3 separate regions of the Mus musculus genome follow, and regions 1 and 2 are each linked to region 3. A link is a contact called in public Hi-C and HiChIP or PLAC-seq data. All regions are on one chromosome and are shown on one strand. The core of a region is the stretch at or near the end of the contact, and the rest is flanking DNA. Distances in the headings are between cores, read along the strand shown.

Region 1 (4,189 bases), core at 1,615-4,114, 200 kb after region 3:
CTGGACCAACAAAACCCTGTTCAGTACATTCTGTATCTACCTATATCTGCCTCACAGTCTGATGCTGCCGAATCCTATGTTTATGGTATGGTAGTCCATACATACATTCCTAGGGTAGAGTTTTGTTTATAAATTAGTAAGAGGTTAACATCAGTAACTTATAATACAATAGAATGGTTGCCATAGCATACTCTATAACACAGTTATTTATAACTTAACAATTTTTAAAATTTTACTTCTGGAATTTTCCATTTATATCTTCGGACTGTGGTTGACCATAGGTAACTGAAATTATGGAAAGCAAAACCACAGATAGTGAGGGTAGCTACATTCATGGCTGCTGTTCATGTTTCTGAAACATCACTGTTTCAGATCTCGGGTCTGAAAGACCCTCCCCTGTCTTTCGCTCTGAGGCGTCTTGGTCTGTAGGTATTGGTGGCCAAAATGAGAAACCTAAGGCCTGGAAAAGGGGGATGAGCCGGGAGCAAACTCAAACAGAATTGCAACGATGAAAGGGAAAGCTTTAATGAAGAAACTCTTGAAGAACACCCAGATAAAAATTCCTGGGAAGGCTGGGAGTGGAGCTCAGTGGTGAGGCTTGCCTAGTGTGGAAATGACAGAACTTGGCCTCTGTTATCAAGGAAACCTGAACTGCTTGGAAAGCATTTCACCCTCCTGCTGCTGTGTGTTTCTGAGCAAGTTACTTCACCTCTCTGACCAGGGCAGAGCCTTCATCTACAGAACAAAATAGAGAGAGCAGAGCTCAGCACCCAGAGGGGTGGGTGTGGTGGGAAGAGCCCTTTACATTCTGAACTTTGATAGGGATTTCCAGATGTCAACTGTCAGAGTACTCACCTGGTACCACAGAGCCTTGGGTTCGAATCCCAGTGCTACAAAAATCAGGTGTGGTCATGCATGCTCAAAATCCCAGCACTCAGTAGTCTTGACACTCAGGAGATAGAAGCTGGAGGGCCAGGGCTTCAAGGTCATCCTTGGCTACATAGTAAGGTTATCGCAGGCTGCATGAGACCCTATTTTAATTAAAGACAAACAAACAAACAAACAAAAAATGCCTCTTTTCCAGTAAAATAGGCATGATTTTTGGACTGTTTTTAGCGCACAGATACTGTGTTTTATTAATGCTTCTACAAAAATAAAAAGAGATGGAAAGATTCATTAAAAAGCCATAAACCCCAAACAAGTTCTGTCTGAACTCAACCCCCGGGAAACACGGAAGCTCCTGACCAGAGTGCAGCAATGTGGCCGTTGGCCCCTGGGGAGGCCGGGATGACCCTTGTTCCATGCATCCAATGCACCTAACCTCATTCAGAAAATGCTCTCTCTGGACCGTGCTCAAGGAGGGCTGCTCAAGTTATGGAGTCTATGATGGGGTACACAGAACGGACTTCATTCCTCCCGGACTTTGTAGGAGGACTGAGGCGTCAGTGCCCTCTACTATGATGCCACCAGTCAGACGTCCCTTGGGCAGCCCCACTGTCCTCTTGTTCCAACTGGATGTGGCTCCAGCCACAGCAGCAAATGAGGTGCTCTGGCCTCCTGTTTATCTAACTTTTCCATTACGAGTGATGCTGTACTGGAACCATACACCCAATGACCTCTGGAAGTTCTGCCCTTTCCCCAGTCCCAGAAAATGATTGTCCCTAGCGAGGTGGGGAAAACAGAAGCTTAGAATTAAAAGATAGATGATATCCGCATCTAGATGCGTTCGTATGACAGTTCTCCAAATGACTGTCCCAAAGTCCCAGATTCCTGGAAACAGTAAAGACTGCCTCAAACTGTAGTCACTAGTCTATTATCTTAATCATAGTAACCATTTGGGTTTGATTTGAAAACCTGTGACAGGGAGATAAATTTCTGCCACTGTAGGTGAAGCTTGGAAGGGCTAACCCAATGAATATGCTCAGTTGATCACTTCCTTCCCACACATCCATACTTACATTCTGTGACCCCGGTGCTTACGATTGCCCTGGCAAGTGCTAAGTGGGGACAGCAGAAGGGTCCACAGCCTCCACAAGCTTCCAGTCTGAGTAAAAAGGAAGGCACAGAAGCAGAACAGTCATGACCAAGCTCACTGCACAATGGAGAAGGGGGCCCAGTTTGTCCCAGGGCATTCAGGGAAGGCTTCTTGGAGGAGGGGGAAAGTAACAGCTGAGCATGAAATGAAGGATTAAAGAGAAATGAACGGGAGAGACAGATAGAAAGGAGGTGAAAGATGGGTTTGGGTAAAGAGAGGTGAGAAAATACAGTGGTCAGGAAACCAGCCTCACTGACTATTCCTGGAGCTTGGACAGGGAATAAAGAATGAACAGATGATGGAGATTTCCTAGCACCTAGCACATCATGGGAAGGCGGACAGCAACTTGAACTGTGATTGTCAAAATATCCAAAGGCCCTAGAAGCACACACTTTTGTGCTCCCCCCTTCTCTCCCACATTTTCTCTGCTTTTACATCCCCCTTTGTAAGTACTGAAGCCCCCAATGGTAGGAAGCATTTGTCTAAAAATAGCCCTTCTCAAAGACCCAGTCTCTTCTGAGTTTCTCAGAACATCTGCTCAACAGTTTCCTATAACTGTTTTTGGCCATTAAATCAAAGCCGTCAGAAACAATGTTCTGTTTCTGTCTTTCAAGCAAAGAATTGCCAGGAGGCCTTCCTCTGTAACCCAGACGACAATGGGGCCAGAAATAGCTACTTCCACAGAGACTTTGGAACACCTTACTACCCAGGTCCAAGCAAAGTCACCCGTCTTGTTTTTCTTTCTTTTTAAAGACACTGTTCGACTCCCCTTGTACAGAAAAGAAACTCAGAGAGGCCTAACCTCCTGGGAGAGGAGACACTGCCCTATGCAAATTACCACCTGCAGCTTGGGGCCCTGTGGCTTGTGTAGCTCATGGTTGGTAGGGACCAGAGACTGGTAAATGTCTCATACCAGGATGGTCAGAACAACCACTTGTATGGGGCTGAGGATCGGAGGGATGGTGGGTTCTGCCATGTGATTGGCTTTAGTTCTAAGCTCTACCCGTGTTGTGCATTAAACCCCATTTCTTCATGTGGCACAAAATGTAGGAGTCTGTACTAATCTGTGTTAGTCCAAGGGAGACTTGCATTCACCAGGTTCTGGGTCCTAACAGGTCCCCCCTGCCCTAGACTATACATCCAAGTACCAAGGATCCTGGTGAGATATTTTCTCTGAATTAGACTGCTGTTGTGGTCTGCAAGAATATGAACAAGCCTTGGCGCCATGGTCCTCAGGCAGATGGCAAAAGGAGGAAGAGGGAACCAAGAAGGAGCTTGGTGTGATGCAAAGTGCACATCGTTTAGAGCCAAGGCAAGGGTCTAGCTCAGTTTAGCAGCAGAGTCCAAGTGTGAACGGAGTTGCTTGGTGCCAGAGGCCAGCTGAGAGAACCCGAGGGAGCAAAGCTCTGCTCTGGCATGCAAGATCCAGTCAGGCCTGGTGGTGGGGTGGTTGATACATTAGAAAGCTAGATTCAGCTCCAAGAAAGAGCCGTGGGAGATGACCTAAAATGTTCCCTTACTCTAGGCTAGGACTTTAGTCTGGGCAGTGGATTTAAACATGAGGCTAAAACCTCAAGGCAACTTCCTAGTACCAAGAGTTAGAGTCAGCACCCCAAGTGAACAAGGCTCATGTGACTCAGATCATGGTGCACACAGTCTATGAGTGGTGCAGGTCTCCTCTAGCCTTAAAGGAAGCAAGTGGTCCCCTTTCACAACACGCAAGGTACTGCCATCAGGGCTGGCTCAGAGTGGAGATGAGCCGGTAGGCATAGGGGAAGCCAGGGAAGCAACTGTCAGGGTGGGTTTAGCAAGCTCAACCCCCTCCCCCCAGATGAAGCTCTCTACATTTTTGGATGTTTTCTTCCACTTGTATAGATCAGCCCTGGAAGTTTGGGATAGAAGCTGGTTTCCACAGCTCATGTTCCTCAGACAGTATGCCAATGGAAAATAGATGGACCATCTGACCTGGGGACATAGCGAGGCATTTGCTACCTGGTCAGTAACTGCAGGGACAGACTGAGAAGCAGCAGCAGGCGTTTCCTTATCATCGTGTGTGAGCACTGAGCATAGCCAAACGATATCTAACGCGGAGATGATGTGATCCATTTCTTCCTTCTGTTTCCTCCTTCCCCACTTCTTCTCTCTCCTCTCCTC
Region 2 (4,333 bases), core at 858-3,357, 140 kb after region 3:
AAGCATCTTTTTTTTGCTCTCTCTAACCTCCCTTGGGCTCTCTAGGACAGTCCACAGGCATATCTGATTCCAGATGCAGCTGTCCACTTTCATAATAAAACTCCAGTATTTGGCCTAGGGTCATCAACCAGCCCTAAGTCTTGTTCCACTAGAATGTCTATCTAACATACCAATGAAAGATACATACACTAAAACAACAATTAGCAGGCCCAAGTAGTAATCCAGAGTTCATGTAGGGTAATCCAGAGTTCATGTAGGGTAATCTCTCTCTAGAATGGAGAGGTCTGCAAACTACCAGTTGTCTAAGTGAACTTTAGCAAGAGAGCCTGGTCAGCCACTTCAAGAAAAGCCAGAGATCAGACATGAGGGCTGGGACTCCAGAGGATGGTGCCTGGACAGAGGCAGTTGGCTGGGACTGTCACACCCAACAGATCTCCTGACACTGTTACACTATATGTTCTGACAAAGTGATCCAGACATGACAGTCACCACACTTTGTCCCACTGTATAAGGTGAGGGTGGTGAACCCACTAGAGGGTAGAAAAGCCGACTCAAGATATATCCTGAGTAGCATAAAATAAAGCAGAAAGATGTGTCTGGACATTGAGCCAGGCCGTGATTCTTATCTCCAAGACAATGGGATGGAAACAACTTCCAGATTTAAATACAGTCTCTGGGGATCAGCCACAGCAGTGGAAAGGGATTTGGAGGAAGGAAGTTGACAACAGTGAATTCATTGCTGTTAAACAAGATATGCTGGTGTGCTCTCCCTATCTGCTTCTGCGGGGCACAATGGAACCTTTCCCCTTACTGTAGGAGATCCTAACTTCTCTGGAGTCCCAGATCATGCTGAGAAGCAGGGGAAAGCAAAATTCTTGTATGTATTATTTTTGGCAAGATCATTTCTGACGAAGAAGAAGAAGAAGAAGAAGAAGAAGAAGAAGAAGAAGAAGAAGAAGAAGAAGAAGAAGAAGAAGAAGAAGAAGAAAAGAAGAAGAGGAGGAGGAGGAGGAGGAAGAAGAAGAAGAAGAAGAAGAAGAAGAAGAAGAAGAAGAAGAAGAAGAAGAAGAAGAAGAAGAAGAAGAAGAAGAAGAAGAAGAAGAAGAAAATCTGTGACAATTAGCAGATTTAAGACTTGGTAGAAGGTCTTCAGGGTTGGTGATGTACAAGCAGGAGACCCAATAAAAGACACAGGCAGTTAGGACCTGGTTCTATCGCTGTTTAAATCACTGGTGTTTCTGCTTTCCCACTACCTCTTGACAAGGTCTTCAAGAAAGGAATTCCAACTTGCAAAGCAGTTTGCTTGCTTTGGAGGCTGAGGTTTAAATGCCACCTGAAAGGGTGAATAGAGTTTGTGGAAATCTGTTTTATTAAGAAGCAAGAGTCTTCAAAGGCCATAGGTAAGGCTTAATAGGATGCTCAGGAATAGGAAGCCCATCCATATTAAAAAACAAAAAACAAACAAACAAAAAACCACAGTGATGCAGAGAAGAGAGAGCCAGCCCTCCAGACAGTGAGATAGGGCAGGGTCTGAACTGAAAGGCAGAGGCTATGCACAGGGGCGAGTTCTGAGGGCCAAAGGCTGCCCAGGGAGAGGTGATCTCTCCCATAGTGCAATTAGGCCTCCTGTTTGACCCCTGACTTTTGCCCCACAGGATATTTATGGTCTCTGGACAGGCAGCTAGGGGGCAAATGAAGGGATATAGACTCTGAAGGCCCTTAGTAGGGAAAGAACTAGAAGGAGAGAACTGAGGTGGAGGGGGGGGCAGGGATGGAGAGAAGGTAGGAGAAGGGAGACAAGGAGAGAGGGAGGGAGGGACAGCAGGCAAACAAGCTGGCTTTCCTAACAGCAAGGACTCTCCTGGCAGGGAGTGGTGCCCTTGCTTACACCCCACCTATCTAGAACTCCCATTAGCCTCTTGCAATCTAAATCTAAGTTCAGAATCTCATCTGTTTCTTAAGCAGATGTGCCACCACAAACCAAGGGGACAGCAGGCAGGTCAGGCAGGCCAGGCCTCTCCCCTCCCAGAGTCAGCAGTGGCAGCTGCCCAAGGTGGGGCCTGGATACCCCACTTCGGGGCGGGCCGCTGGGGCGCTGCTTGGCTGGCAGTGCCGGGGTTAACCCGGCAGCCCTGCGGAGCAAAGATTTCTGTTTTATTTCAGCGGGGGAAGTGTGTGCTGCCTGATTAGCTGGATGGTTTCCTCTTTTCCCATAACCTCCAGACCCCCACGGCCCAAGTGTTTACTCTCTGAAATAAAAAATCTGCTGGTGTTTTTCTTTTTGTGTGCTCGTGTATTTTGGGAGGATTGCAGAGGAGGAAGGCGGGGTCGGGGTGAGGGACCAGCCTGGGGGAAGGGAGGGCGCAGCCTCCAGCTGCAGAAGCTGCAGCTCAAGAAAGCAACTTCTTAACGAGGGAGCTGGTCTCTTGCTCTGGCAGCTATAAACACACTGAACATCTGGAGGCCAAGAGTCTCTCCCGGCCAGACGTGAGCACCACAGGCTGTCCCTGCCCGGCCGTCCCCACCCCCTCGGCTCTCACACCCCCTCTCAACTCAGATCAGCCCCAGCCCTCTCACATCATCCACCCACCCGACCATTTCCATTCACAGAGATCCGCAGCGCCCGCTAGCAGCCGGCCCGCGGGAGCTGAGAGGAGACGAGCAGGCGACGCCAGCCAGCAGTGGCCACCCCGCCCCCGCCCCTGTTCCAGAAGAGGGGTCAAACTGCTAGAATCCAATAAGAACTTGGTGCCCCGGGGACCTTTTCCCAACTCGGACTAAATATTTGCGGTTTGAAGAAGTTAAGAGAACTCCCCCGCCCCTCCAGAGCCCCCTGAGAGTTCCAGTGCAATGCTGTTACTTCCTTGGCTTTTTTGAGAAACAAGGAATTTATCTATCAGGTGGTCAGGCCAACAGAAGGCTTGCATGCTAATTGTCACTCTGCTCGCCCTGCTGAGATGAGACGCTCTTTCTGCACCTGGGTCTCCTTCCTTTCCCAGCACCGAGGAAAGGATTCATTCTCTCACACACAGCCAGCCAAAGTCCTGACTTTTCCTTAGCATAGCTCCAGTGAGCCCCAATCCCAGAATGCCCTGGGTACTTCTTCTCAGGTACCCCTCTCTTTTTACTGGTGAAACGAGTTATAGTGGGGACAATGTTGGCAGATGTAATATATGTGTTATATATGATAGAAAAAGAGGAGAAGGAGAGGGCACGGGGGGGGGGGCGGGGGTGGAAAAAAAGGAGGAAAGAGAGAGCCTGAGGGTAGGATGTGCCTTGGGCAATGAGAAAGTAGTCAAAGCTTTTTAGGTCAGAGTCAGACACCTTCTTTCTCTGGCTCCTTTAACTTCATCGTTGAACTATGGTTCATAGGAAGGGTGGCATTTATTGTCCATTGACCAAGGCCTTTCATGTCTTAAATTATGAAACCAGCATAAGAACTCAAAAATAAGGTTAAGGACCTGTCTGTTGAAGATTAGAAACCCAAGAAATGTATTAAAAACTCCAGGACATGATGCTGTGTTCTTGCTCTCTCTACCAAACCAATTTAAACCCTTGAACTAGACCCAGTTCTATTTAGAGTCATACCCTCACACAAAGAATCTGAATGTTAAGGACCACACATTCAAAGGTTTCAAGGAGGCAGAAGGTGGGAGTCTAAGAGAGGAGGCAGTAAACCCTGGCCAATAGGAACCAGCCACCCACAGCTGGCCAGGAATCCACTTTCCCTTGCAGAGGAAGGCTCAGGCACACAGATACCTTGATATAAAAAACAAAACAAAAAACAAAAACCCACAGAGTAAATGCAAACAAACATGGAGGAGCAGTGAGTGGATTTGGGGCTAGCCTCACCTATGACCTTTTATTCCAGTATGTACTTAAAGCCCCTCAGAGATGTGATGGGGAAGGTGTGTGAAAAGATCGTCCCTGGACACCTTCCTCTAGGGACCCAAGAAGGGCAGTTAGACCTGGTCTTTTGGGAAAGATGAACTTTGAGACAAGACTATAGCTAGCTCTTTCTGAGATAGCACAGCTGCCAAACCAGGATCAGAGGAACCCAAGCTGCCCATCTCCCTTAGTGGTCAGACCCTATTTACAGAAAGACAATTCTCTCCTATTAGGCTACATAGCCTTTTCCAGACCAGTCAGGGCTACATAGAGACTGTCTGAAAAATAAGTAAATACTTAAATAATAGTAATAACAACAACAACAACAATAAAAACAAATTAGTTGTAAGGAACTGCCTTGTCAAAGTTTAGACTGTGCCACATTGAGTTGGAAAATCAAGAACATCCAATAAAATGTTGAGAATGGGGGCCCCTGAAAGGCTCC
Region 3 (4,236 bases), core at 1,338-3,837:
ACCCATGCAGAAAGGAACTAAAAAGCCTGCAGTGTCTAAACATTTAAAGCAAATATAAAGGATTCGAGAAGATGAGAGGACCAAGCAAACGTCACTTAACACACCATATTAGCACTTTTTAATTTTATTCAGTGTGCGTTTTTTTAATTACACTATTTTATTGGTTTTCATTCTTTTATTTACTTTTTATGTGTAGAGGTGTTTTGCCTGCATGTATTATTATGTACCACTTGTGTGTCTGGTACTTTCAGAAACCCAAAGAGGTGGTTGGACCCCCTGGTGCCCGAGCTACAGACAGCTGTGAGGTACCATTTGCACGTTAGGAATTGAACCCAGGTCCTCTGCAGAACTATCCACTGCTTGTAACTGATTAGCCATCTCTCCAGCCCCAAAGGTTCGAATTTTTAATAATCTTCCTATATAGAAAACATACAGAATTAGAAATATAAATCTTATTCCTCTTTTTAGGCTGCTAGGATAACGAGATTATACTTTCCATATCTTCAGAACATCAAGGACAGAGCCTGGTTTAGGGAAAGCTAACGGTAAACTCTAGCAACCACGGGTCTCAGCAATTAGAAGATAATAAAAACAGAGAGTCTAGCCTTTACAGCTAGTTGAAGAGGCAGAGGGAAAAACAGATGAGGGGCTGGAGAGATGGCTCAGTAGTTAAGAATGCTTCTGTGTGAGAACCATCGTGGGTCACCAGGACCCACATAAAAGCCAGTTGTACATGTCCATCTCTCTGTAATTCCAGCCTTGGAAAGTTGAGACAGGAACCCTGGAGCAGGCTGGTTAAAGAGACTAGTCATACTGAAGAACTCTGTGGAGACTCTGCCTCAATGAATAATATGCAAAAGCTATCAAGCATGATTCTAGAAATCAGCCTTGTGGTCTACGAATGCATATAAACACTCAGACATATGGAAGCCTCTATGCACACACTGAATACCACACATGCACATTACATGCACACACACATACAGAGAGGGGGGAGTTCAGTGTCATTAATAAAATGATAGCATTATTCACTGGATACTTGGAAGCATGGAGGGGCACTAAATATTTATGCTCAATAAATAGTTGTGGTCTAAGTGTGTGGGATTGTTTGGGGATCTAAAACTGGCATGAGACACACAAATAAGGAGTGTGATGTTGAAGAGACCACCTAGGATTGCTGCATTTATGAGAGCCTTTGGCCCTGCTGATGTTTAGCTGCATCAATCTAAGCTAGTAAAACTTCTCGCAATGCTTTGTTTTGTTCTGTTTTACAATGTTGGGAATTAAATGACCATACTTTCTAAGTTTAAATGCTGAAGAACTCTAACTTGAAACTGAGCGCTTAGTTCTTCCTCCATTCAGTTCATGTCCCACTGTGTGTCCTGGAGCGTAGGGAGGGTCCTATAAAATTCTCAGGCCTGGATCCTCTTTCACAAAACAGAAGGCTGGGCCACACTGGGACCTCAGACTGTCACCTGAAGTAGCCTCCCCATACTCTAGTTGTACAGAGACTCTGCCCTCCTGGTGGGGCTCAAAGAGCTTTCTTAGACAGCTAAGCTGCATTCCCCATTCCTCCTGTTTTGTAAGAGAAAGCGACTTCTGTGCTGTGTCTCCTGTTATCTGGTCCGTTTTAAAAATGAGTCTAGAATAGCCAAAACCTCCCTCCAGGGGAAGCCCTCATGCACTATTTTAATTGTGTGATGAATGATGCCCCACTGAACTGCCCTCATAAATCAACTGACAGTGCTTCATACTTCAGGGTAGAATACAAATTCAGAGACAGGGTGAGCATCACCTTAAAGAACAGAAAGGGGGAAGGGAGGATCAGAACGAATGGTGAGAAAAAGATGCTTGAGATTCGAACTGGCTGGGAGAGAGGGGGAGAGAGAGAGACAGAAAGACAGAGACAAAGGGGGAGAGAGACAGAGAGAGAGACAAAGACAGGGAGACAGAGACATAGAGACAGAGACAGACAGAGACAGAGGGACAGAGAGACAGAGAGAGACAGAGACATAGAAACTTCTCTTTCTCAGAGCCTGGTTATTGTTGGCAAGCCTAGATGTTCCTCTGGGAGGACCTCCCATGATGTCCAACCAGAAAAAAAGTTAAAAAGATGAGAGCATGCTGGTGTTTTCTTTTTAATTAGGGTTATTTATAGGGTTGAGAATGCTGTGTTTGTGTGTGTGCCTTCTCCTTCCCAGTGGTCACTGTCAGCTCTTTTTGTCTCCTCCTCACAGAAACAGAAACACAACCTCATAACTTCTGGTGAGAGCATCCCCAGGAAAGTCAGCAGCTCCTGCTGAGTCAGGTGGACATTGAGCTGAGTCTTAAGAAGCAAGATCCTGGGACCGTGCCCACCCCTTATGACTCAGGCGAGAATGAATAGCTGACCTCTCTTGGATGCCCCTGAGAAGGAAGTCTCTGGAGTCGGTCTAGACTGCGATCCGGGAATCTCAAGAGACGGGGCAAAGCCTACAAATGAGTCTCCCAGAAAAGCAGCAGAGTCTGGGAACCAACGGAAACACCTGTGCGCAAAACTACCCACAGCTGTCCCCTCTCGGGTCCTCCAGATTTGGAGGAAGGAAGGAGGAAGCCCTGGGGAGCTGCAGTTGACTACAGGGAGCTTAGAAGCCCAGGCTGTGTCCCAGCTCTGTTGTAGGGAAGGTCTAGTCAAGTTTCTTTTTTTCCCTCTGGAAGTCGGTCTCTTTAGCTGTAAGATGAAGTAGCATGAACCCATGACCACCAGGAGAACTCAGCGTTCTGTGACTTGAGGAGTTCTGTAAAGAGGACACTGGCTCCGCTGCTATTTCTTCCCAGCATCCTCAGGCAAGGGTTGCATTTCTCAGAAGCCCTTGGTGCAGCAGTCTCTGGAGTGGTCAAGCTTCTAAGCACAGAGAGAAAGGAAGCAATGGTGCAATGTGATTCTGCTCTGCTTACAGAAACACCAAGCAGGAGGACCCTGTAGAAAAGTATATGCTCTGGCGCATGCGCCCTGAAAGACCTCTGCCCATTAGCACGCAAGTAATGTTTTCTCTTGCCTCAAAGAATAAGAAAAGTGAAAGAACACACACACTCTCTCACACAAATTGCCACAGTAATTGGCTGATTTTAAGGGTATGATAGACAAGTTTTGATGTAGAATGGCTTCTTCCAAATGGTTTGGTTGTTGGTCACTCCCCGGTCTCTGGTAAAATATTTTGCCACCAAACTATTAGCATAAAAATCATAAAGAAAGGAATGATACCCCACATGCAAGATTCTCAGGGTTTAAATGTTCTAATAGCTCCTCTTCCATACCACAGTCTCAATCATCTGTCCATTTAACAGCCTCTATATGTCGCATGGGCAGTGGTGGTAAGGTAAAACAATGGCAGATGGTCAGAGATGAAAGTATCTTCAGAAATTCTGGAAAGGTGGAAAAGAAGGAGGGATAAGGGAACGTTCCACAGGGAAAAAAATGCCCCACTTGGAATAGATTGGCCAAGTAATCTTGTGCCCAGTGGAGAACCTCACACCAAGTGACCCTTGTCAGCAGTCCTTGCTTCCTTTGCAGCTCTCACCAGGTGTCTCTTTTGTGGTTCTCCCAGTACCTCTGAGCCAGCACACCCTCCATCCTGTTTCTGAGCAATAACGTTATAAAGCAGACCGCATATGTAGTGTGCATACTGATCTCACTGCTGTGCCAACTACAGGCAGAATGTCACTGTGCTTCCTTCGAGCTTTTCAGAAGAGGATGTAACAGTGGCGGACCAAGCGACCAGCAGTTGAGTGTTCTGGTGTAATAAATGAGACTGAGAAGAAGTTGAAGAAGGCTAAGAAGAAGCTTAGTGTCCTCATGTGAGCTATATATACATCCTTATGTGAGGTAAGGATAACCCCCTGGATTCCCCATGTTATTCTCTGGAATTTGGTCCATGTCCGCCTGCTTGCTTCAGGATCCTGCTAACTTGGTTGTGGTTCCCATATGCTGAGAAAGCCATTCTGGAAAAGAGAAGTTGTTATCCATTCCCCAGTTTGTGCAATCATCAATTTGCAAAACCAAAGCCCATCCTCCCCTGCCAGATTTTGTCTGACCCCAAACAATTAAGCGACCCACACTGGTCATTTGCATGGCATTTTGGATCCCCCAAAGAAATTGAAAATAAAGTCCCTCATCTTTGAAAGATTAGCTCAAATAAGCTCACAGTAACTTTTCAGTCCTTTTCAGTCCATAGAATGCTTATCAATCCTAGGCAA

The links. Hi-C and Micro-C count contacts between places; a contact is called where the count stands out from the background. HiChIP or PLAC-seq counts read pairs in DNA pulled down with a chosen protein or histone mark.
Region 1: a contact with region 3 is called in an H3K27ac HiChIP or PLAC-seq map of double positive thymocytes, with 2.4 times the contacts expected there. The contact joins two enhancer-like sites. A contact is called at or near these places in 1 of 484 Hi-C or Micro-C datasets (bone marrow-derived macrophages) and 2 of 115 datasets of contacts at active chromatin or transcription factors (double positive thymocytes and large pre-B cells).
Region 2: a contact with region 3 is called in a Hi-C map of uterus, with 2.2 times the contacts expected there. The contact joins two enhancer-like sites. A contact is called at or near these places in 5 of 484 Hi-C or Micro-C datasets (double positive thymocytes and uterus) and 3 of 115 datasets of contacts at active chromatin or transcription factors (bone marrow-derived macrophages, cardiomyocytes and fibro-adipogenic progenitors).

What each region holds. Positions count from the first base shown.
Region 1 is chr9:32,611,781-32,615,969 of GRCm38.p6, reverse strand. No RefSeq gene overlaps it. Among named protein-coding and RNA genes, the nearest start is that of Gm31928, 17 kb to the left of the region's middle. Within about 2 kb of position 2,864, at least 57 of the 459 cell types and tissues checked have an H3K27ac peak or open chromatin away from gene starts, as enhancers often do. A contact at or near this core is called in double positive thymocytes, where this site is marked.
Region 2 is chr9:32,670,490-32,674,822 of GRCm38.p6, reverse strand. The region is part of intron 3 of Ets1 (E26 avian leukemia oncogene 1, 5' domain); the gene reads right to left. Among named protein-coding and RNA genes, the nearest start is that of Ets1, 36 kb to the right of the region's middle. Within about 2 kb of position 2,107, at least 187 of the 459 cell types and tissues checked have an H3K27ac peak or open chromatin away from gene starts, as enhancers often do. A contact at or near this core is called in double positive thymocytes and uterus, where this site is marked.
Region 3 is chr9:32,815,087-32,819,322 of GRCm38.p6, reverse strand. All of the region lies in intron 2 of Gm3331 (a long non-coding RNA gene), which reads right to left. Among named protein-coding and RNA genes, the nearest start is that of Gm3331, 34 kb to the right of the region's middle. Within about 2 kb of position 2,587, at least 48 of the 459 cell types and tissues checked have an H3K27ac peak or open chromatin away from gene starts, as enhancers often do. A contact at or near this core is called in double positive thymocytes and uterus, where this site is marked.